Linked DNA regions of Anser cygnoides: region 1 is linked to region 2. Evidence: chromatin contacts called from public Hi-C data. All regions are on one chromosome and are shown on one strand. Each heading gives the region's core, a stretch centred on a gene start, on an enhancer-like site or on the middle of the called end of the contact. The rest is flanking DNA. Distances are from core to core; before and after follow the strand shown. Region 1 overlaps DMTF1 (cyclin D binding myb like transcription factor 1). Region 2 overlaps FRMD4A (FERM domain containing 4A).

What was found. A called contact is a pair of places that touch in the nucleus more often than the background predicts.
Region 1: a contact with region 2 is called in a Hi-C map of liver, with 1.9 times the contacts expected there. The contact joins two enhancer-like sites. A contact is called at or near these places in 2 of 7 Hi-C or Micro-C datasets (both in liver).

What each region holds. Positions count from the first base shown.
Region 1 is chr1:7,985,193-7,991,394 of Taihu_goose_T2T_genome, forward strand. DMTF1 (cyclin D binding myb like transcription factor 1) reads right to left here. Exons shown (of 18, transcript XM_048062559.2): 16 at 6,143-6,202; 17 at 3,244-3,391; 18 at 1,091-2,440. The coding sequence ends at 2,331. It overlaps TMEM243 (transmembrane protein 243), which reads left to right. Exons shown (of 4, transcript XM_066980698.1): 4 at 578-1,264. The coding sequence ends at 700. Among named protein-coding and RNA genes, the nearest start is that of TMEM243, 9.8 kb to the left of the region's middle. Within about 2 kb of position 3,394, at least 2 of the 3 cell types and tissues checked have open chromatin away from gene starts, as enhancers often do. A contact at or near this core is called in liver, where this site is marked.
Region 2 is chr1:7,346,939-7,353,702 of Taihu_goose_T2T_genome, forward strand. FRMD4A (FERM domain containing 4A) reads right to left here. Exons shown (of 23, transcript XM_048062551.2): 20 at 6,585-6,749; 21 at 4,009-4,868; 22 at 2,123-2,219. Among named protein-coding and RNA genes, the nearest start is that of PRPF18, 28 kb to the left of the region's middle. Within about 2 kb of position 4,188, at least 2 of the 3 cell types and tissues checked have open chromatin away from gene starts, as enhancers often do. A contact at or near this core is called in liver, where this site is marked.

The sequences.
Region 1 (6,202 bases), core at 2,144-4,643, 640 kb after region 2:
TATCGAGTGCCTCCTCCCTCTGCTGTAGCTTCTCCTACTCGGAGCTCCTTCTGCAGCCGTAATCTGGGGAGGTTCCCGCAGTGAGGCCCTGTCCCTCGCTGCTGGGTAAGCTGGGAAGCTGCTCTGCGACGCCTGGTCAGTGCCTGGCTATGGCTCCGTGGCTGGTTGTCTCTGCAAGACAGATGGCGTAGGGTGAAATGCTGCTTTTGTCCCATTTGTCCTCAAAGAGCTGGCTGTAGCCAGGTTTGAGCATCAAAAAAACACACTTCAGGAAAGCTGACTACCTGTGTCTTAGCCAACCCGGCACCCTGATTTCACTGACAGCCATGTTTTGGGGGAAGCCACCTTGCCAAATTCTTGTTGGTGTATTCCACAAGTATGTTCAGACATAGATGATATTTCTTAACTGTTAAGAAAATTTGCTGGACTCTGTTCTTAGTCTTCTCTAGCCAGAGCTAGGTTGTTCAAAAAAATAATAAATCCAACTTTAGAAATTGCCAGTTCAGTTACTATAGAAAGTTTCCTAAGAAGAAATATCTGGCATTTTTAAGTAATACAAACTCATTCTTTCTTCTAGATCTACTGGTATCGACAAGGAGACCTGGAACCTAAATTCAGGAACCTGATTTACTATATATTATTTTCTATCGCCATGCTATGTGTATGTGCCAACCTGTACTTCCATGAAGTGGGTAAATGATGGACAGTGGGAATGCCCAGCACCGACACTACTGGACCGGACTGCTTTCAGCTCAGCTCTCAGCTCTACCTGAGCCGTTGAAGTGAAGACGATCAGCCTGAGAGGAAAGAAATGGGTTGTGCAAGGATCAATCAGTACATGATTTTCATGTAAATGTATATGTAATGTCCCCTCTTGTCGGGGAGAATTATTGCCATAAGATGTGACATTCTGCTTTTTTCTGAAGAGCTACTGTTGCACTTAATGAACATTCCAGTTGTACTGACGTTTCAGAATGGCACAAGCTTTTTCATTTTGGAAAAAAAACCTGCATTTTTTATTACTGTACAAATAAACTGCAGCATTGCAAGGATCTGTAGCAGTATAAATAAATGGCATCTTACAGTTACATAAGACAAATACTCTTTATTTTGTTTAAACTGAATATACAATTATTTCTGTTCCCTAGGCAACCATTTGAAACTACAACTTGTTTTTCACATTAACAAAACCACAGACTGAAAAAGACCAACTCTTGATTATGAAGAGCTAATTACAGAAATAAATAAAATAATTTATACACGAGTCTTTAATTTCTATAGCTTTTTCTTTCAATCCCTAGCTAACAGGCTGCTGCTCAGCCTAGTGTCTGTTTCAGTCCTTGAATGTAGGAAGTAATCGGCTTCCTCTGCCTCCAGGCCCTGTGCCCAAATTCTCACAGAGCTTTCTCCAAGACTTTGCCTCCTCCTCACCACCCCCCATCCTGTAACTTGCTGCATAAATCACCTCCAGAGAGGTGGCTGGTAGTGTCATGTAAACAGCGAGAGACAAACGTTCCAGCCTGCTCACAACCACCTTCAAAAAAGAGTTTAGGGACAAGCTGGTGGGTTCCAGCAGCTTCCCTTTCCCTACAGGCCTTCCCTTTTTATTCAGCTTACTGTAGTGATGAAGGGGAAAAAAAAATAAATCAGATTTTCCAAAAGTGATCTTTCTGAGCTCTATCCGTTGCCAGCAACGGACTGCTCAGGAACAAGCAGACCAGGCCAACCCAGTAAGCATCTGTCTCGAGTCCTGTGCCGTAGATGTACTGATAAAGCAGATGAGATGGGAACGCAGACCATCGCTTTATGCTGCTGCCCACGCTCCCTGAAGTCTTTGATGGAATACATTTCTTCCTGAAATGTAACAGTCTTGCTCCATGTATTACAAAAGTCAGTTAAGTGCAGAAATTCTCACCCATTCTTCATGAAACGTGTGCAAACTAGTTCTTGCTGCAGCACTAAGAGGCTACGGTCCACAATCCTTGACTTCTGTCCAGTTTTCAGGGTGTGCAGTTGAGCACACTAGTAAAAAGTCAACTCAGAACTGACCACGTGGATCCTAGCAATGAGCAATCCAACAGGGCTTCTTTCAAACACTGAAACACCCTGGCTGAAACGTCGCACATCAGGCTTCGGTTGGCTGCTCTGTAACCCTTCACAAATGAGGTAAAATAGCCTGAGCAGGAAAAGTGCACTGTAGTCATCTCAAACTGTAAGGTTCTGTTTAAAGACATGGACTGACTGCTTTCTTTGGAAACGTGGCACAGGGTTGCAACTGATTTCACAACGCGAACGTGGTCGATACAAAATGGACGCGACTGCTGCTTCTCTCAGTGACAGCTCACTAAATCTTCAACATCCTTTGAATCTTCCGAGTCAGGACTGCCCAGTGATGAGCCAATGATGTGTGACCCATCTCCGTGATGCTGTAGGATAGGATCTGTCAGGAGATGCCGTACATTAGAACTCATTATTTACTGGTCCATTATAACATGATATATAAAACACACGAGACAAAATGCAGTCTGAGCTTTGAAACAATTTTAAGGAATGTTACTCCATTAAACTAGTCAGTTTTCAAGTTCAGTTTTCAAGGGGAGCCACGACTAACCTGGATGCAACCAGTGTGACTCATGTTTGGATTCCCCAGGTATTACTGTATCAGGCCCAAGGCTGATCCTCAGATGGCTCTGCAAGTATATCCTTCCTCCAGAAAGGAGGATTTGTTAGATGCAGCACTGGGAGAACGCATCTATGCTGCTTCCAAGCCTAAGATGACTCTTGGCATGGGGAAGCGTGGCAAAGCTAGCAAGCCCCTCCAGGTGAGTGCTGTGCAAACACCCCAAAGCGCCCAGCCCCTCACCATGAGAGCTTATCGAGTGGTTAACTGCGTTTCTGATGCCTCTGTTTTTCTCCCAAATGAGAAACCAATTTCATTCCAGCACAGGTATGAAGAAACACGCACTAAACAGAGTTACTCATTAGCCTGTGTGTACTAATTCAAGGCTCAAGGGCAATGGGAACAGCTCAGTTAAGTCATGAAGCAGCTGCTGTTCGGCTTTTCCCACGAGGTTGAGATTTTCTTCAACTTCTACTGAAGTAAGTGGGGTAATCAACGTGGTTAAAGATTCACAGCAATAATTTGGAAAATAATTCAAGAGAAAGCAAGGATCATTGTTTAAAAGAACTCAAAAGTGCTATACTGATTTGGCAAACGCTAGCTCCAGCATCAAATATACATACCTGTTAGAGTTGTTAGGGGCAACACCGATTCACTGTCTATATCATCTGATGTCTGGATAAAACCATGGGAGGAAGGAACAATTAGCACAGTTTCATCATCTATCGTAGGCTGGTCAACTTGTTCTTCTATCGTTGGAGAACCCAGGTCCTGCACGACACGGAAGGACAGGACATGAGAGTGCATTTTTGGTAGCAAGAACAGAAAAACCTGCTTTGGCCAGCAATACTTCATAATAAGTAGACTGCCTGGATGAATTTTATCTCATTAGATTGAAATGTCAACATCTGAGCTAATTACTTCACATAAGATACATTTCATCCTAGAGTGGGCACCTAAAATGAGGTAAGAGGAATTCCACCCTGTGAACAGTACAGGACATGGGGAGAGGAAATGAGAGATTGCATGGTGGTGATAAAATGTTCCTCTGTAAGTCAAATATTCTGTCTATAAACAGGAATAATCTTTTCCACTACCTGCTGCCTAGATGTTCTGAGACTGAAGCAATACCTTTACAGTTTCCCAGCTCCACAAATGTGATAATTTTACCTGAACTTAATAACTTAGTTTCACAACTCCTGCTTCTGTGACACGTTTTTACAGCTCAGAAGACCAATTTTAATTGCTGTGCCTCGTCCTGTAACTTGCTGGCAGTAGGGTGGCTCCAAATTTTCTTGGACAAACCTCATTACATCAAAAAATTAGCAACATACCGATTCCTTCCAGGCACAAGTTGTCAATATCCCTGCCCTCTTCTAAATCCCACAGCTGCTGCCTATTCCCTGGCTCTTGTAGTGCTAGCACTGAAAAGGAAGTAATAAACCTGGCTTACTCAGTGCCACAGCACACTCAGGTGGGCTCCTGGTTCTGCACACGCAGTGAAAAGACATCCTGGTTAACACTGCCAGAATAACCACAGATATTTGGATCTTGTGTTTAACATGTGTAAGGTTCGTTCAAGCTTCAGGAATTACTGATGCAGAATGATAGCAAATGTAGCTATCGGTGTGAAGGTACAGGGATTTATCCCTCTTTTCAGAGTGGGCAAGAAATGTTTGAGAGAGGTAACACCCCCACTCCGTTCAAGAAAATCTTGAAGTTTCAGTTAGTTTTAGGAAAACTTGTTTCCCTACATAGTTTCCACAATGTTTTTGCAAAGGCAGCTTGCAGAAAACCCTTTCCCTGGTGCAGCTGAAGAGGAGCTGACTACCTGTGCTGCAGCTTAGCGATTTAAACTCACTCCAAACGTGTACCCGTTCATGCAAGGCACAGTATGCCTGACCTGCAACAGCAGCTTTGTGCAGAGAACACAGCTGAACCTGCCCACAATAAGCAGCATGGCTTAGAACTGAGAAAAGGAGGTGTGAAAAAACTGAACACGCCATTGTGACAAATGGGCACCCCTCCCAGTCAGAAATAACAAAACCCTGCAGCACAGCTGCTTACTTCCCACCACCCATACCCACACTGACAATATAATACTTGCAAGTGCATAAAAATAACACTGGCTTAGAGAAAGCAATGTTTAGGCACGTCTTTCTAGAGTAACTTTTCATTTAGAAACTCACTAACAGTCTCTGTTTCCTGGAATTTAAGCACACACATCAAACTTGAATGTGAATTAGAATTACAAACTCAGTTTACTCTTCTGTATATGAAGATTAGTACTTCTTGACACCCTGCTAGCCATAAATGATTCCTACGAAATTCAACTAGGAACTATGCTTTTTGCAGAAATTTACCAATTCCAACTTGAGAAGCTGCATTTTTAAACTGAGAGCAGAAAGCTGATGGGCTGCCTCAACTGCTGAGAATTTTTATCACAACCATTTCAACTATGAGATAAAAAAGAAAATCCCCAGCTTTGGATGTATTCAGGAGCCAAACACTTGTGTAGTAGCAGACTGTGGAGGCATACAGTGATCCTCCTCTTAGTAAGAGTATAATGGATACACAGTGTCTGTTTACTTTTGCAAAGACAAAGTCTAACAAAGTCCAGACATATTAACAACGGATTTTTCAACATGGATATAAAGCAGAATTACAGCAACAGTAAAGCACACTGTTTTTGGAGAACAGGAGGTAGTATTCAAATCTAATTCATCTCTTTCCCCAGTCTAACCTAATCACACTTCTAAAGAAAGGCATTTTCTACCCACTAAGTAGAGTTATGTTCATTTTATTATCTCTGTTTTCTTTGCCTTATTCATTATGATGGTTTCAGCAAATGAAAGATGGAGGAATTTAGTATAAACACTCCAAATGCACAAAATCATTTGGATAAGTTTGTTTCTGCATCTGAGGTGCTGAAGCTGAATAAAATTGAGGCCAGGAAGATAGATGACTTAAATGCTTCCAGTCCCATTTAACAGACACTTAACTGGGAGTACACTGTTTAATAGAAGCCCTCAAAGTGGAAACTGTGGTGAACCTAGAAATACATTATTAGATTCGCAGAGCAACAGTTGCATATTCTATCTCACCTCCACTGCTCAGCAGACTATCTACCTGTACAGTACTTGCATCACACAATTAACAGCCTGGTTGAAGGTAACAGCATCAAAAGACAGCTGCTCTGTGCTACCAATACCACCACTTTCCACAGCCATCACTCAAAAGTACCCTGAGTAGAGAAGCAGCTCCACAGCTAGGGAGGGATTTGGTGCCCAAGACGAAATCAAATCTGAGCTTGAGTTCCAAATTAAATCCTACCTGTTTCACATCCATAACATATTAGCAAAGCTCAAAGGCAGAGGATCTGAAAAAAATGCTCTTGGAACTACAATATGCATTAAATCACTGACATTCATATGAACAGCTTAACATAAAGGTCAAAGATGCAATGAAATCATTCTCCATACAGAGAGAGGGAAAAGGGTCAGGTATCATGCAGTCCCTTACCTCAGTGACATAGGTGCTGGGTAAATCAGAGTGAGAATCCTCTTCTGGTTTCAGGCTGGC
Region 2 (6,764 bases), core at 2,938-5,437:
AGGGACAGAGGAGAAAAGGGCAGCCGGTGCCAGGCTGGAGCGCTGCTGGCAGCTCCGTCCTGGTCACCCGTGCTCGTCTCCCCCCCACGCTGCTCCCAGAGCCTCCCCACGCCGCTCTGAAACGTCCCCGGCCGTGAATTTGTCCCCGTTGCCTGCTGCCTGTGCCTGTTCAGCCCCCGCTGCTGGCCCGCGGCCCGTCGGGGGAAAGGAAGAAGCCCTCTTTCACCAGGGAAAGCACAACGGCCACAAACTTGCTGAAGAGGCGCAGGCAGGGCTCCGAGACGCTTTCAAGTTGTTCTTCCGAGAGCTGAAGGAAGCTTTGTTGCCAAACAAACAGGCACACAATTAAAAAAGCCGCTTCTCGGGGGCAGCGGGGGGCCGGTTATTTGCATTGTACTGGTGGAACACGGGCTGCAAGGCAGAGGGATGAAAGAACAAAACATTCCCTTACTATACCTCTATTCATCAGTACTTTGGTGGGTTGGAGACTGAGACTCATCCATAGTGGGTGAGTTGTCTGTTGCTTCTCTGAACAAAGGAGAGCGAAAAAAAGGAGGAAAGAGGAGAGAGGAAATGTTAAAGAAAAGAAGTGACACAGACATTGTTACGAGCTTATTAATCCAGCGGGGAAACAAGCTGGTGAATCATCTTCAGAAAAAAGAGTTAGTGACACAAAAACATGTCAGGGAGAACTGTAAATCTTTTAATTGGTGCTGGGAGGGAACAACCTGTTCCTGTGGGGGGGGGAGGTTGCGTTGTGCTTCTCATGGCAAGCTGTATCTGCTCCTGCCATATTTATCCATATGTTTTGGGAGTTATGCTCCGGCGTGAAACAAGCACTAATTTGTCTCCAATTCTTTCTGCACCGGTTGTTGGTGCAGAGCCTAAGCTATAAATCCTGGTAACTTCACGTTCACCAGCTAAGACTGGCTCGATGGTGTTCTGCTGGGAGAGATGGGGAGCAGGAGTTCTCCTGAAGGGGAAAATGAGAAAAGTTGGGATTTTCGAAACAGATTTCTCAGCTGGCTGCTAGCCAGTTTCACTCCTGATCATTTGCCATGGAGATATTCAGAAGAATTAGGATTGGGATGGAGACAGAGACTGAGTCTAGATTCAAACCCTTAGCAGGGGAAATTTCGGTGTACAGTCAAGGTAGCTGCCATTTTGCTGATCTTGTGCTCCCTTGACTTTTTGTGAAATGGGACCTAGAAAATTCTCTGCTTCTGAAGCTGGGAGCAAACGCAGAGACCACGTGAGGCTGGATGTCGGCTGTGTGAATTTAAAATTCAAAGAAGGCCTGAAGGGTTTGTGGTTACAGCTCTCCTCATCTCCATTTTAAAAGTGCAGTCACGGGCAGTGCTGGAATAAGACCAGAGGGCAAACTTGGCCGCAGGTGGCCAAAGAAATTAAACAGGTGAGGTTTTCTTCAGTGGCTGCGCAGTGAAATGTTTGCGGAGTTAACTCTGTTGGTCCCCAGCCACAACTCAGGGGATCCTACCTGTTTTCCTGTGCCAGGGCCTGTAGTATTTTGAGGATTTTAGCCTGAAACTTTCTCTTGGATCTCACCAAACTCAACTGAGTTGCAAAAAATCGGGGACATGCTGAGTTAGACAGGATCTGGAAATGATCTGTATTTCATGTGACAGGACAGAATCGCAGGAGATTGCTAGAGAATACCCACGGGAGCTCGCAAAAGGCTTGTTGTTTGCTCCTCGAACTCCTCGCCTCGCACGGAGGAGCCAAAGAACCCAGTTCCCAAATTTACGTGAGGAATGGCTACCCGCATGCAGTGACTCACTCATGCTTTGGTGCCGCGCATTACGTTAGTGGTGGCAGAAAAAAAAAAGATGAACTTAATCGTCATTAAGTCACGCTGCTGGGGAGAACCTAGCAGAAAAACGTGGTTGCTGCATGCGCAAACAGGGCAGGCGCCTCGCCGTGCCTTTAGAGCAAAGGTCTTGGTCGGAAGGAGAGCATGGGTGGACCACCGGGCGTAGGAAAAAGTGTGTCCGTGCTCTCCCTTTGCTTGCGTTTGGGGAGGTTTTTTCCTGAGGCTCACAGGATTTGGGGCTTCCTGCAGTGAAGGAGGTGAGTCCCCAAAGCCAGCCCCCCGGACACTCACCCAGTCTGCCACGCAAGGATGTGGTGGGGACTGCCCGGTGGCGTGGCTGCTAGCTCGCTCGATGGTGTCGAACTCCTCTGGCTGTGAGGTAAGGCAGCTGGAAAACAACCACAGGGTGGAGAAAAAAGAAGCGGTGAGGTGAGGGTGCGAGGGTCAGAGCGCTTCAGAGCAGCGGGAACACGTCCAGCTGGGAGTAAACGCGGCCCGGGAGTCAGAACCCAGCCAGCGAAGTGCGGCAGGGGAGCAGCCCGCCCGGAGCTGCTGCGGTGTGTGTGTGTCACGGGCCGGATCCACCTGCAGCGCGGCAGGCATGCTGCTTCACAGGGCCTGACTGCAAGCTGCACCCTCCCGAGCCCTGCCCTGCCGGTGGGAGCCTGGACGAGTACCTGGCTGGATGTGCGAAGGAGGAAGGCAGCTATGAAGAGTCCCAAACCTAAAATTGCGTCCCACAGGGCCTTCGTGATAAAGTAATACGTGGCTTTGCCGCCCCTGCCACTAGGGGACCAGAGGAAGGCTGAGCTGACTTTAGTAAGCTAGAAGCAGGCTGGACTAAAAAGCTAACAGTTGTTCTCAGGGAGTTTGCTCAGCGAGGGTCTAGCAAGGAAATCCACCTGGCCAATCTTCTCAAGTCCATGCAGTGCTCGCCCTCCAAATCTGGAAGCATAATCCTCTTTGAAAGGACAGCGCGAAGTCCAGCAGACCTCACCCCCCTGGAGCTGACCAGCCGAACGATGGATGTTTCTGCCTGGCACCCCCCTCCTGTGCTGTTCATTTTCTTAGCTGCTGCCAAAGGGCGCTTTTAAACAAATTTTCCTCTGCTCCCCGCAGCCGGCAGCCCCCGAGGGCAGCATCCTCCCCTAGTTTTAGCAGGGAACCGATTTGGGATGCACAACCTGCCTGTACTGGCGACCGGTCACAGCAAGCCGCGGTTCCTGAGCTCACCTGCCCCCGTGCTGCCCAGGCACCACGTTTAGGTTTGAAGACCCAGCTGGGTGGGGGAATTTTATTTGTCTTGTCCCCCCGGACCCTCCCACGATCCTTTCTGGATTCCCTGACCGAACCGGTACGGCTCCCACAGCTAAGCCAAGCAAAGCTCTGCGGCGTGCACGTCTTTTCTGCTGCTGGCTGGAACAGAAGTGCCAATTAATCAAAGGGAAGGGAGACAGCTTTTCACGCTGAGACACAGGGTGGTGGTTCCAGCAGCTGCTGGTGGCGTGAGGAGCGTGGCATTAAACCTTCTCCGGCATTCTGGAGTCTGGGGCAAGCACAAAAACCTATCGGGGCGGTGCGGTGGTCACCACGAAGCAGGTGCAAAGCTCAGGAGTCAGGAGGCCAAGTGCCAGCACACGGGACCGATGCCCTGGTCTGCTCCAAGGGGCAGCTGAGGCTTGGGCAGCGGTGTCAGGCACGGGGCAAGGAAGGGACAGGCACGGCACAGACTCCGATCAACCAGCTCTCCCATCCCCACCGGGCTGGGTTCAAGTTTTTGGCACGTCCTTGGTCTACCCAAACGGGATTGTGCGCCAGTGACCGATGGCCGGCAAATATTTAACCTTGGCCTGTTTCATAACACCCAGTGGTGTCTGCAAGTCCCCGACTCGGACTGTCCCGCTGTTTAATATTAACAGCGCAGAGAGGTGCAGAGCTCTGTGTGTGACAGAGGGGTAAATTACCGCACAAACTGAGCGCTCTGAATTTCAGGACGCTATCGGCACAGCTACTGGAGTCTCACGGGAAAGCAAAACAGCAGCAGAGCACAGCGATGCCATCAGGCAAACGTTTTTGTGGCGGGCAGAGGGCCTGGGATGCTCCCCACCTAACTTTTACCCTTCCCCACGCCTTGTTTCTCACGCCACCCGCCGGCCTTGCCCACGAGGGGCTCTCACCTGACGTTGCTTTACACATCTGAGGCATTCTCGTGACCCTGCTGTGCGCCACAAAGGTGCTTTGCGAAGACGTGCTGTACTGGGAGCTGCTGTCCGAGGACGTGGAGCTCGTGTGCGAGAGGCGGCTGTGCTCCTTGTGGGAGGCCGTGGAGCGCTGGTACCAGAGCCGCAGCTCGTCCGACACGGCAGTCCTACCCGAGCCCTTCTCGTGGCCCTCCCTGCCCAGAGACGGAGTCCTTATGATTTGGGAGCGGGACGGGGTGAGCCGCACGGAGTCCGCTTCGTCCCCGTGCCAGTTCTCCTTGAACATCCCCCCCGCCGTGTAGGAGTTGGAGGTTTTGAATTGTGCTTTCACGCTGTAGTGTCCCTCCTGGTCGTTCTCCAGGCTGCGCACCACCACGGGGGTGGAGCTGCCCTCGATGTACAGGGGGTACTCCTTGATCCTGTACTGGGAAGAGGGTTGGCTCTGGCTGTGCAGGTAGACCCGGTGGTGCCCCGTGCCATTCCTCGCGGCCAGGTTGGGCATGCTCCCCGAATTGGAAGAGACCAGGTTGCCCGCCGATTTGTGCCTTTGCCTCTGGCGCTCTCTGGCCTTCGACGGGGAGTCCTCTGCCAGGGTGGAGTAGTTGGGGTTCATCTGAGCAGGGTAGTAGTGCTCGGAGCTGGAGTGGCTGGTGCAGGACGAGCAGTCGTCCATGGGGTCGGAGCCGTTACTGCTACGAGTCCTTGGGGTGTAGAAATCGGGGCTCCCTGTCTCGTTTTCCGAGCCGAGGAGCTTGCCTTGTGACTCCAAACTGGAGCTCCGGTGTCTAAAGTGCTGAGCTAGGCTGTGCAGTCTGGTCGGGCTGATGTCTACTGACCTGCAGGGACCAGGAGAACGTTCAGGATGGTAAATCACGAGGACAAAACGCTCCCTCTCCCCTTCTACACACAAATCTGGCCTCACTAGCAAGGCAGCACTGAAAACTTGGACCTTTTCAGGGGCCGCTGGCTGCAGAACAAATGCTTCCCTGCTGTGGGGTTGGGGCAGTTAGGTCCAGCTCCTGCTCCTGCCCTGTCTCCCTGGTGGTGGCATTCCCTCTGCAGCACCATGTGGGACACAAACCCTTCCCAAACCCAATTCCTCGGTGGCTTCCCGTGCTGGGGAAGACCCCGTCTGAGGCCCTGGTGACCTCAAGCCCCTGGCTTTGCTGGTGTGAACCAGCAGAGCCGTTTGAATCAGCGCCATCCTGGTGTGTGAATCCACCGGGTGCTTCTCCCATTAGTGACAGACAGACAGACTGGCCGTACTTAGCCCAAAACGCAGCAATTGTGGCCTTTGGAAACGTCACCTTTGTGAAACAGCTGGGTTTTGCTGGGGCCCAGCCATGGGTAACATACATAAGACTGTCAGCGGCTGACAGCCCTTCAAGCATCCGCCCCGAATCGCAGATTTACAGGGCTTGATCCGCGGCCAAGTCCGGGTGGTCTCTATTCATCCCGGCTGCTCGGAGAGCTGCAGCCACCCGCTTGAGGAGCAGGAACACCGCCCTCGGACAAGTCACCCCCCCCCCCAAACGACAGACGGCCAAGGCTGGGGCACACAGCTCGTGAAAGAGCCCCAGACTGAGCGAGGGTTGTTCCGAGCACCCAGACAGCCCCCACCCGGTCAAGGTCACTTCTCAAGCGCTGTGCCAGGCTCGTTTCTCATGCAGCTCAGCTCCGGCGTTAACAAACATTGTGCTCTTGACAGGCACTTTCAGCCAAAACCTTGTAACGAACGCAACCCAGGGCCTCGATGCCTTGTGTCGTTTCTGCCCGGTCTGACGTGCTGGCATTGCTCCTGATTTATGCCGGGCTAAGCGATGTTAGCAGCACCCCTCAGGGCAGGACAGCTAACAGCACGCAGCTTTGGCTCGGCTCTGCTTCTCTGTTTGTGGGATTTGCCACGGGAGCAAGACAACAATGAAGCTGAACAGTTTCTGCTAAAAATCAGTCAAACTGGGCCATGCATATCAAATCACCTCCCTTATGCTGAGATTTTAAGTCTTCCCTCTGTCAGCCCTTGGCTTACGCCACTACCACCTGGATCCTCGAGTGTACAGACCTTGGGATTGCTTTGTACAGCCTCTTTCCCCCGTGAGATCATACACACGTGCAAACATTTTACATGCCACCGTGAGAGAGAATTAACGCTACCCAACGTTTTGTATGGGAAAGGAAGCAATGTGTTATCTCCAGCTGGATCCATGAAGGAATTTACTGCGGTTAGCAGTAGCATCGCATCCCTTCTAGAAGTTGAGCCATATGGGGTTTGTAGGGCAGCAACTGGGATGAAACGTCCCAGCAGAAGAAAAGCTTCATTACTCTGAGGGGGAGATGAGGGGCAGGATCATGTGTATCTGAAGGGATTTCAGGATCTCAGCTCAGGAGAGATTTCCTGCTGGTAACAGTACTTGAGCCTCTGGTGTGAAAAGGACTGGTTTGTGTCCTTTCCTGAACTGGGAATTAATGGATACCCTGGGGGCAGGATAAAGCAAAGAATGGTTATTTCAGGGCAAGCAAGGTGAGAGCATTGTGGTGCCGGGAGGACTTACCGCGTGGAGTGGACGTAGTGCGGACTGCGTACCCGTAGGTCCGGCGTCGAGGGCATGCTGGACTGGGAGTTCCAGTGGGGAAGGCTCCGGATGGGGCTGTTCTGCAGGGAGCTGCTCCCTCCTGCCTCAGCACAGCTCCCGGTGCTGGGGAACCGCTTGTGACTGCTGCAAAGCAAGCAC